Linked DNA regions of Drosophila melanogaster: region 1 is linked to region 2. The links are chromatin contacts, called in public Hi-C maps. All regions are on one chromosome and are shown on one strand. The core of a region is the stretch at or near the end of the contact, and the rest is flanking DNA. Distances in the headings are between cores, read along the strand shown. Region 1 holds the start of lncRNA:CR46112 (long non-coding RNA:CR46112). Region 2 holds the start of lncRNA:CR46110 (long non-coding RNA:CR46110).

Region 1 (4,692 bases), core at 1,226-3,725, 330 kb after region 2:
TGCGTCCCGAGGAGAAGCGTCCCAAGTCGGTGACCGCTTCGGTCCTCCGCCCGAGTCCAGCTCCACCCCTAACACCACCGCCCACAGCGGTGCTCTGCAAGAAGACTCCGCTCGGCGTGGAGCCCAATCTGCCGCCAACCACCACCGCTACGGCAGCCATAATCTCCTCGAGCAATCAGCAGCTGCAGATCGCACAGCAAACCCAACTGCAGAATCCCCAGCAACCAGCTCAAGATATGAGTAAAGGATTCTGTTCGCTATTTGCCGACGATGGACGAGGTCTGACAAGTAAGTACCACCCTCCTTCTTCTTTCTTTCTAGAAACACAAGGAAATGTTACGGAGATCTCTATCTTTTACCTTTCACAAACTCTCAAGAATTCACGTACTATGCATTTGAGCACTCTACGGTTTTCATTTCCTAATTAAAGAGCTGCTAAGTTAGATACTGTATAAATAGTTATGGCAACGTAATCATTTATGAGTATGCTCTTATCAAGCTACACTATATCTTATATTAGTAAGTCAGTAGTTAAACGATAGAGATTTCTGTAACACACCTTGCGCTACATAACTAAATTCGGTTGTTAGGGAAGGTGTGGTTGAATCAGCTGATAAGTGTTGAAAATACTACAAAACAGGAAAGATTCGCAAACCGCTTTTGAGTAGTTTTTCGCTCGCCTGATAAGTGCACACAGCAAGGTATATAATGGTGCGGTGTATATATGGAGGGCTATATACTAGGAGGGGTGGATTCCGATTCCCATTCCCATCCGTACTTAACCGCAAGCCGGTTGACGATGCAATTGCCCGGCTCTTATGTCACAATTTGCCGGCATTACGCATACGCAGTGTTGTGTGTATGTGGAACCGTGGGGGATCGTTTATTGCAAGATTAGAGTTTGCTGGTGTTGGTTTTGTTTTTAAGAGTGAAGATCGCCGCCATGGAATGGGTCAATATATGGCACTGTAAAGTGGGTTAACTTAGGTAATCAATTCGAATGTTCTGAATGGTGGGTTATTGTGTATACGTCGCGTGTTACATCAAAGCATATTTTTGATTTCAATGTATAATAGGCCTTATTAAAATTCTACCCTTGCCGTTAGTACTTTACTTTCGTTATGGGCGTATTTAGTTAATGGTTTAATTTGTTCTTAAAATAGCAGGCTACAAACCGTTCTCGATCGTAAACACATTTCTATAATATTTCCCACTAGAAATCATATGATTAAATTATTCAGAAAAAACGTCACCGATTGTTTTGCCCACTCTTTTCATTTCTCTATTCGAATATTTGTGTATTTCGAATGTTTTTTTGTGCCCATCGAGTGAATTTTTCCACTCTTTTATTTTCTTTTTTTTTTTTTTTTTTCGCTGGCAGCTTCTGCCGCCTGGTGACAAAAAACAGAAATATGAATATTAACTTGAGCCAATTAATATGCTAAGCGATGTGCCTGTCATCGGGGGGAAGGCGGGGGTCCTCTAAAAAAGAGTGAAAACCAGGGGCAGTGGAGAGCTGAATTTTTGGCGCGTGTGCCAAGGTCCGTCGATGGATCAAGCGCTGCTGTGTCGCATGTTGTGTTGCCTGGGTAGCCCGAGTTCCCCTTTCCAGATCCATTGGCCCCCCGAAATGTTGGGTGTATATTCGACACTTTCAAGTGGACCTGCAGCCTCTAATCGCGCTCGCTTTCGTTTGTGTTGACATTTTGCTGGGCCTGCAGACTCGGATGTAGTCTACTTTGCTTTACTTTCTTCTAACGCGTCGGCTATATTTATTTTTGTTTCGTGGAACGTAAATAAACAGGGGAAATGCCTCGAATCAGATTGCCTTAAGGGGATCATGATGATGAGTAGCCGGTGTTTTTATGTAATTTTTGTCACCGCGTTTGTTTGGTTGTTTGGTATTTTTCCAAACACCTCAAATATTCCGTTCGTCAGTCTAATCAGTTGTAACACTCGATCGCCTCGATTGCCGGTCGTCAGATACTTGCGTTTTCAAGGCACAGATAATCGGGAGGGAATTCTTCTCGCTGCCCAAACAAAAGTAACTCGTTGCCAAACAAAAACAAAGTGCCTGGCCAGTGTAATTACCTTATGCTCTTATCCACTCCCAATCTACAAAAGCAAATATTTGTAACGATAGCACACGGCTGGGAGCACCACCTTGGCCATAAATATCAATTGGCCGATACAGGCCAGTTATGCTATGCGAGTAGGAGGAGGAGGCGGTTGGAAATTGGGGCTTGGGATCGAAGGGGAATATGGACAACGCACTTCTATCGTGATTAGCACGCGTGATAAGCGCGCCCATCACGACCAGAAGCACAAATGGGGAATAAAAATAACAGACGGTCGAATGGTTGGATTGGATTCTCTGCTGCTAATCACCCGGGTTCAAGTTCACAGCTGATATGATGTGTCCGAGCCTGATTTCAGGTCTGTGGCGGCTGCTGTGTAAGCTGTCAGTATTTTCGGGCTCTTACATAAAGCTACAATAAATAGCCGAAGCTCAAGCTTTCCAGCATCACATCACGCCCTGCCTGTCCCCATTTGGTGGTGGCTCTCTTCTGATCTCTGCGGGTTAGTTCTTAAGTGCCCGTGTCCGTTGTTTACATATTCCGATTTTGATTTGGAACTACGTCACGTCACGAGTCGCCGTCTTCAATTGCAGATGATGACATAAATTTATTTAAATTGAAGACGTTTTGCTCCCGGCCTCTGGGTTCTGTGTTCTGGGTTCTCTCCAATTGTCCCGAAGATTCCTCGCAGTCACGCGTTGAGCATACACCGACGGTATGAATTTTTTGTGAGTGCTAATGCGGCAACCTGTTCCCTCGAAAACCTTCGAATACAGCACACACGCCTCAAGTGCACCGAATGTGGCTCAAGTGCAGAGATGCCTTTCACAAGTTTCTCACGACCGACCTCTCATCGGTTGCACATAAAGAAATGCTGTGTTCTTTGAATGACTGATCAAAAAGGCGATTAAAAGACTTTAAATAACATAAATTAATCTCCGACAAATGAGTTTATATATCTTTTAAGCAAAATGCCTTTCAATAGATTCCTTTCGACAGTTGTACGCAGTCCTTGGCCAAGAAACAGTCGCAGCTGCTCCGTCCTCTTTAGCCTTGCGTGTAGGCGCAGTTAGCCAGATAGCCGCTAAATGCCATTCCCGGCCTTGCACCTTCACGAAAAACAACACATTCGATTAGCTGTAATATATAGAAGCACTTTGCAAATATCTCATAAAATGCACTCCTCGATTCCGATAAAGATACAGATAGACATAGACCCCCGATGGGCTGTGTTTTCGGTTCTGTTCAGTTCTGTGTGTGCCGTATTATCGTGCGCCATAATTTCTGTTGTTTTTTCCGCAAAAAGCTTTGCCAACGTTGAGTAGCACTCGAGTGCCATAATTACAAGTCACACTGCCGGGTTGGGGGCTCCATAAAGAAGGGGCTGGGGCATGCGGGGCGTCAGACCTTTGGGCCTGCATTGTTAATTAATTTGTTTGTGTCGAATGCAACGACCGCAAGAGCAAGCAGATGCCAGCTACAAGCTGTGCAAATCCCTAACACACCGCTAATCAGATCTTTATTGCCGCTTTCCTAAAAATGGCATTGGAATATGTTCTGCACGTAGAGAAAATGATGCATAGACTAGATTTTTAGAGGGACCATATCGCTGTGTCGTGCAATAGATAACATGGTGTGACCATGCATTCAAATATCAACCATAAATTAGGTTGTTTTACTAGAAGTTTTGAGTAACGGAACTATATTTAAAAAGCATTATTTCTCTGCATGTGAAATGCATTGACTAAGCCGCTTGTGGGCTGGTGAGGAGGCGCGAGCCCATTCCAGGCAATCTGCTTACTATATTCTGGCTTATATGGCTGCCTGGTGGCAGTTGCCGCAGTTGGGATTTATCCGTATTATATATGGCTCTTTGATAGAAGTAAGCGGCTGAGCCAAAGGCAAACAATGCACTCGCACTTATATTCACGAACTTGGGCTTGCATTTGAAATTCTATTTGGCCTGCGGTCTCTCCGTCGTTTTAGTTAGTTTTTCATTTCCATTTTGCAACTTAATAGTCGGCACACACAGGCGGTTGGGACCAGTTTTATTAGCATACCGTCTAGTATAGCAAACCCCATGACGGGCATATGGGATAGGGATGGGGCTGGTGATCGTGATCGGGATGGGTTGATAGCTGAGACACGGCTTAGATGCTTAAGAACCTATAAGTATGAGAGGATCTACGTAGGTGACGCACAGGCCAATCTAGCGGCAAGATCGCCCCTGGTTCAAGACCCCATACTGATAAGGGAACTTGCACCTGATCTGGGGCGATGCACCCGATAGTTACTCAATTCCGTAAAAATAACCTGAAATCCAGCGATCTTATCGTTGTTGAGTTCCTGTTTCAGGAGCGTTTGTTTTCGCACCGCTTCGCTTGCATTTATTCCGCGTACGTCAATAGGCCCGAAATGCTGATTAATGAGTCGTCCGGCCATAAAAATCATGGCTCTGCTTCGATTCCACCGCGAAGGCAATTGGAGCGACTAATTCATGAGGGGAGCGCATTTGCCTTCAATTAGATTCAATTGAGAGCTGTCAATTAGGGGCGACTCTGGCGAGCGATAATTGAAATTTCGGCAGCACACAAGCCACAATTAACAGTAGACC
Region 2 (4,768 bases), core at 1,733-4,232:
CGCATGCGATAACCGCACGACAGCCAATTTGTATCTGTATCTGTGAGATTGTTGCCTCTCTCGCGCTCTCTCATTGGCTCTCCCCCTTTTGCCGCATCATTCTGACAGTTATTGTGTGGTCTCCGCTTCACACCCACATTCGCCAGGGCCGCGAGAATCATGCGGAGCATACGAAAATCGCTCAGCTGGGATTTTCCATGTGGTTTTGTGCGGTTTTATGGACTTTTCGGACTACCGATTGTTTTTCATTGCTTTTGCGCTGGTCAAGGAGATATTTTGGGATGTGTGAAATTCCGTGACGGCTAACGGAAGTGTGGAATTACTTAAAAAGTCAAGGTGCAAATTGGCATTATTAAAACGAAATTAAGTCAAGGGAGTTGCATGTGAAATGAATTCAATGAAGCAGGAAGTTAACATATCTAAGGAATAACAAAAAAATGTAATAAAATAAAAGATTGGATAAAAGCTTAAATTAAGACAATAACATATAATCAATTAGTATTATTAGATAAAAGTGGGCAAAATATTGAAAATCTTTTAATCCATACCTTTCAACAACTTATCAATGATACTATTCTAGTTATAAAGAGTAAGACTTTAAATATCTCTGGCAACTGGTTCCGATTATTTCAATATCTTCTGCATCCCTGGCATCTACGCAACTTGAATTTCCAGGCTTGCCGCTTGTGTGCGTGTATCTGTGTGGGCCGCTCGCAGCTCGCGAGCGTGTGTGTGCGTGTGTATGCGAGGCAATGGCCAAGACGTCACCCGTCTGTTCGCTGCAGTGGGAAAGAGAGAGGAGTGGATAGCGGGAGAGACAGAGGCAGAGGCAGCGGAATGGAGCGAGCGGTCGGTCTTTGCCGTCGCCAGTTGCCAGTTGTTCAGTTATTTTTCGCTTTTTGTTAAGGCAACTTATTGAAACGCGACTGCAGCAAACGGCAGCGGAAAGCCACGCGGCCGTCTCCCTCTCACTCTCGTTCTCGCTCGCGCCACTCTCTCTGTCTCTCTCTCTCACCCCCGTTAATCGGCCGCAGTCCATCAGTGCCACCCAACCTCCCCCGCCCCTACGCCCCACGCCCACTAGTGCTCTCCCGCTCGCGCGCGCCGCGAGCCACGTTGGTTGGAGCGAGACAAAGATTCCCCGCCCCCCAAAGGAAATCCAGCCAACTTGTTGTTGTTACACTTGATTGTTTAACACTTTCACAAGTGCAAAGCCAGAACATTCCCAACAAACCGTCAAAAAACTGTGTGATATCTGCAATACAGCAACGCTTTTTTCCCGCAGAGCGGTAGAAATCCGTGGATAATTACGAAATATTCAACCTAAAGTCGTTCAAAGTTCGATAAACAACGGTGTGTGGAGCGGGGCGTGGTTCGCCCGACTTTAATCTACAGAATTGACTGGAAAAGGCCAAAAAGGCGAAAAGAGAGTGTGTGTGTGTGTGCTCGTGTGCTGGTGTTTGATTGTGTGTGTGAGTGCCAGCTGCACATGTAAGTTTTGTTTATAATCGCCAACTGGAGAGCAGCAACAATGAAAGTCAAAGTGGAGCGCACAACGAAAAAGCCCGCCATCAGAAAGCCCGAGGATCCAGATCCGGCGGAAGAGGACAGGGTCAAGATGGTGCAGGATGACCCAGAGGACCAGGAGAACCAGGCGGTGGATGAGGAGGAGCTGGACTTTCTGCCCGCCGATCTAAGCGCTGCGATATCGACGGCGACAACGAAAATAGCAACACCGACGCGCAATCTTATCGTAAGTGCGATACTCTATTTGTGTACCCTACATACGCGGGAGTATTATCAGTCGGAGAACGGGTTGACTTTACAACTGTTACTTTCTTATAGGTCACATGCACCTTGGTAGCTCGGTCATATGCTAAAAGAATCTAAAGAAACTTGACCAATAAGCCCAAAATTATTGTGCTACCAATAGCGAATGGTTGCCTTGAAATTCCCTTGCAGATAGTTGAATCTAGAAAATAAGATGATTATTCACTTATGAATTCGCACACTGAAAGGGTATTCGCGCTTCGTTGCCATCTGGTTTTATTGCTATTCACTCGGATTAATAAAGAGGAAGTGGGATAGAAGAGGATAGGTACGGTCGGGCGGTACAAACTGGTACTGCATAGAACGCAATAATTCCGTACTCCCCCCGGTTTTGGATATGAATCTCAACATATCTCACAGAAAGCGTCTGAATGCTAAGGCTGACTTTGTCTGTGAGGCGAAAACATATAGAAAACGGCACACATACGGGTCTGGAAACTTGTTTAAAAAATATATTGAACTTTTTGTTTTTTGTTGTTGCCTTGTATACTCGTCTGCCTTTTTTTTTATTATGATTATTCGCCGAATTGTGTGGTGCGCATTTTGTTGTAGCTTTCCATTGTTATTGTTGCCGCTGTCTCGTTTTGGTTTTTATTTCGTATTTACTTTGTCGACATCTTTGGAATTTCAATTTACACTTTTGTTGTTGTTTCGCGCTGTCACTGTGCCGCTCTCTCACGCGCACAAGGCAGTTAAATGGCAGAGAGAGAGAGAGAGAGAGAGAGCCAGAGAGCGCGAGCAGCTCACACAGATACTTTTATCGCATGCGAGAGAGGCAGACGTGAGTGGGAGAGCGCGACGAGTGCGAGTGAGTGGCTTATTGTGCATTCCCTCGTTGCACTTGATTCGTAGTCGCAGCCAAGGTTGCCCTCTTTGCATTTGTTTTTCTATTGTTCCACTATCTCTCTGTTTCTATTTCGTTTGGTTTTCGGACATTCCCCTCACCATCCATCGCCATCCCCTGTGTATCTTGTATCTGTCAGATATTTGCACCCTGCATCTGTTTCTTTTTTTGTGGCGTAGGTGCGGTCTTTATTGCTGCTTGATTCTCGTTCGCAACACGTGCATCGCCAATTTCATATTGCTGCACTGTGGCCAATAAGCCAAGAAACCGCTCGGAGGTCAAGGCTTTCGCTTCCGTTTCTAATTGGATTCCACTTGGGACTGCGGCAAGCTATGAAATACTGGATAGCATATCTATCTGAAATTTGTATTTGCCGCATTTTGGTGTGATTTTAAATTTAACTTTGACGAAGCTTATTGATTTTCAAAGATATGTTTTTAAATGTCTATGCTAACTGTCTATATCCTTAGGTGGACATATATATTTTTTATTTTATTAGCAATAATGACTGCCACTTTCGGCTGCCTTTAGAATTCAAAGGGAAATCTTGAATGCGAAAATAGACTTGTCTTCTGTTCGGCACGCAAATCCCCCGGCTAATACCAGACTTGACAAGCGAAATATATATATGTACATATATATCTTTCCACCCCGATTTCCCATTCGGCTGACATTCGAAATTATGCTGCAGTTGATTTTGCCATAGAATTAAATCCAATGCCAAGGTCAAGTGGCACTCAGATGCTGCGGCTCACCCCCGTTCTTCCCCCCCCGAATACCTCGAATCCCCCCTCGAATCTCGCTGGTATTCCACTTAGAATGTCAAGCGACTCACGCGTCGAAATGTTTGAGATGCAATGTTGGGTATGGTGATAGGATGGGGATATGGCGATCGGGATGGTGGGCTTGGGGTTGTATTTTGCGATTATATGTATACTGAATATGGTGCTGTGCACTTGAACAACTCAAATTGCCTTTTTCGCATTGCGCTGCATAAAACATGCAGCGTGCTACATAAATATTCCATGCATTAAAAGCAAACGCATTAAAAGTCACGAGCAAATCGGCTAACGAGCAGCGAACTCTCCTCGGAGATAACCTTTTTACGGATTTTTATGTTTGCACACTCGGGGTCAAGAGAATAGGGTTTAATTAATTGCAAAACACAAGCTGGAGATCACATGAGATCACTATAGGTATAGGATAGGATTAATCCTAGAGATTGTGTTATTAGGTGATCACAACCACTTTCTGCCAATAATAATTGCCTACATTTATATTTGATTCGTTTTAGTATTGATTTAAAAAAAAAGCCCTTTCGTTGCGACACCAACTGTACAGAACAGAACCGCAGATTCGTTTTTTTTAGCGCTTTATAATCACGATCGGATATCCAGCAGAAATTGCCAATTTAATGTGCGCATCAACTAAAAATAAATAAATATAAAATTGCCAATGCTTCGGCCGCCGCCTTTGTTGCCATCGACATCAGCGTGCTCACTTAGCCAGCAAATAAATAAATAAATGCACACACATCACAACAAAACACAACAAAATAAACAATTAATTATTGTTGTTCTTGTCTTGTTGTAATTTCGTCTTCGGTTCCTACGTTTTTTATGGCGAATCTTTTACGACATTTCGCCTTTGCTGTCCTCGCACTCGTTTTCTCATTTCTTATATCTTATTTGCTTTTATTATTATGGCTTTCGATTGTTCCAGGAAAATTTCCGGGGATTTCGAAAATTCAACCGCGTTGCTTCACGCACGTTCATAGATTAAAATCCATATAAATAGATTGTGTAGATAGCAGAATGCACTTGTTACCCAAAAGCGATTTCTTTGATTAATTTGTGGGTTTCGGGGGAAATGTGCAATGTGCACCTTGCCAGAATTGATAAGAAAAAAGGTAAATATAACTCTTAGTGCCCAGTGAAAACTGGGAAATGATCAATTGGTTTTACTTATCAACTTTATGTGTTAGCTTTCCTTCTTCGAAATAATAACAATTTTATTTAAAATAATATAGCTTACGAATGCTAGCTAACTCCAGCTGTAAGAATAGAAACTTTATAACAAGATTATTTATAGGAT

Evidence for each region. A called contact is a pair of places that touch in the nucleus more often than the background predicts.
Region 1: a contact with region 2 is called in a Hi-C map of the Kc167 cell line, with 2.1 times the contacts expected there. A contact is called at or near these places in 21 of 107 Hi-C or Micro-C datasets (the D17-c3 cell line, the Kc167 cell line, the OSC cell line and 11 more).

The regions. Positions count from the first base shown.
Region 1 is chr3R:30,104,522-30,109,213 of dm6, forward strand. It overlaps lncRNA:CR46112 (long non-coding RNA:CR46112), which reads left to right and starts at 2,476. Exons shown (of 1, transcript NR_133483.1): 1 at 2,476-3,011. It overlaps sima (similar), which reads left to right. Exons shown (of 12, transcript NM_079845.4): 8 at 1-288.
Region 2 is chr3R:29,772,069-29,776,836 of dm6, forward strand. It overlaps lncRNA:CR46110 (long non-coding RNA:CR46110), which reads right to left and starts at 2,983. Exons shown (of 1, transcript NR_133481.1): 1 at 2,256-2,983. All of the region lies in intron 1 of kay (kayak), which reads left to right.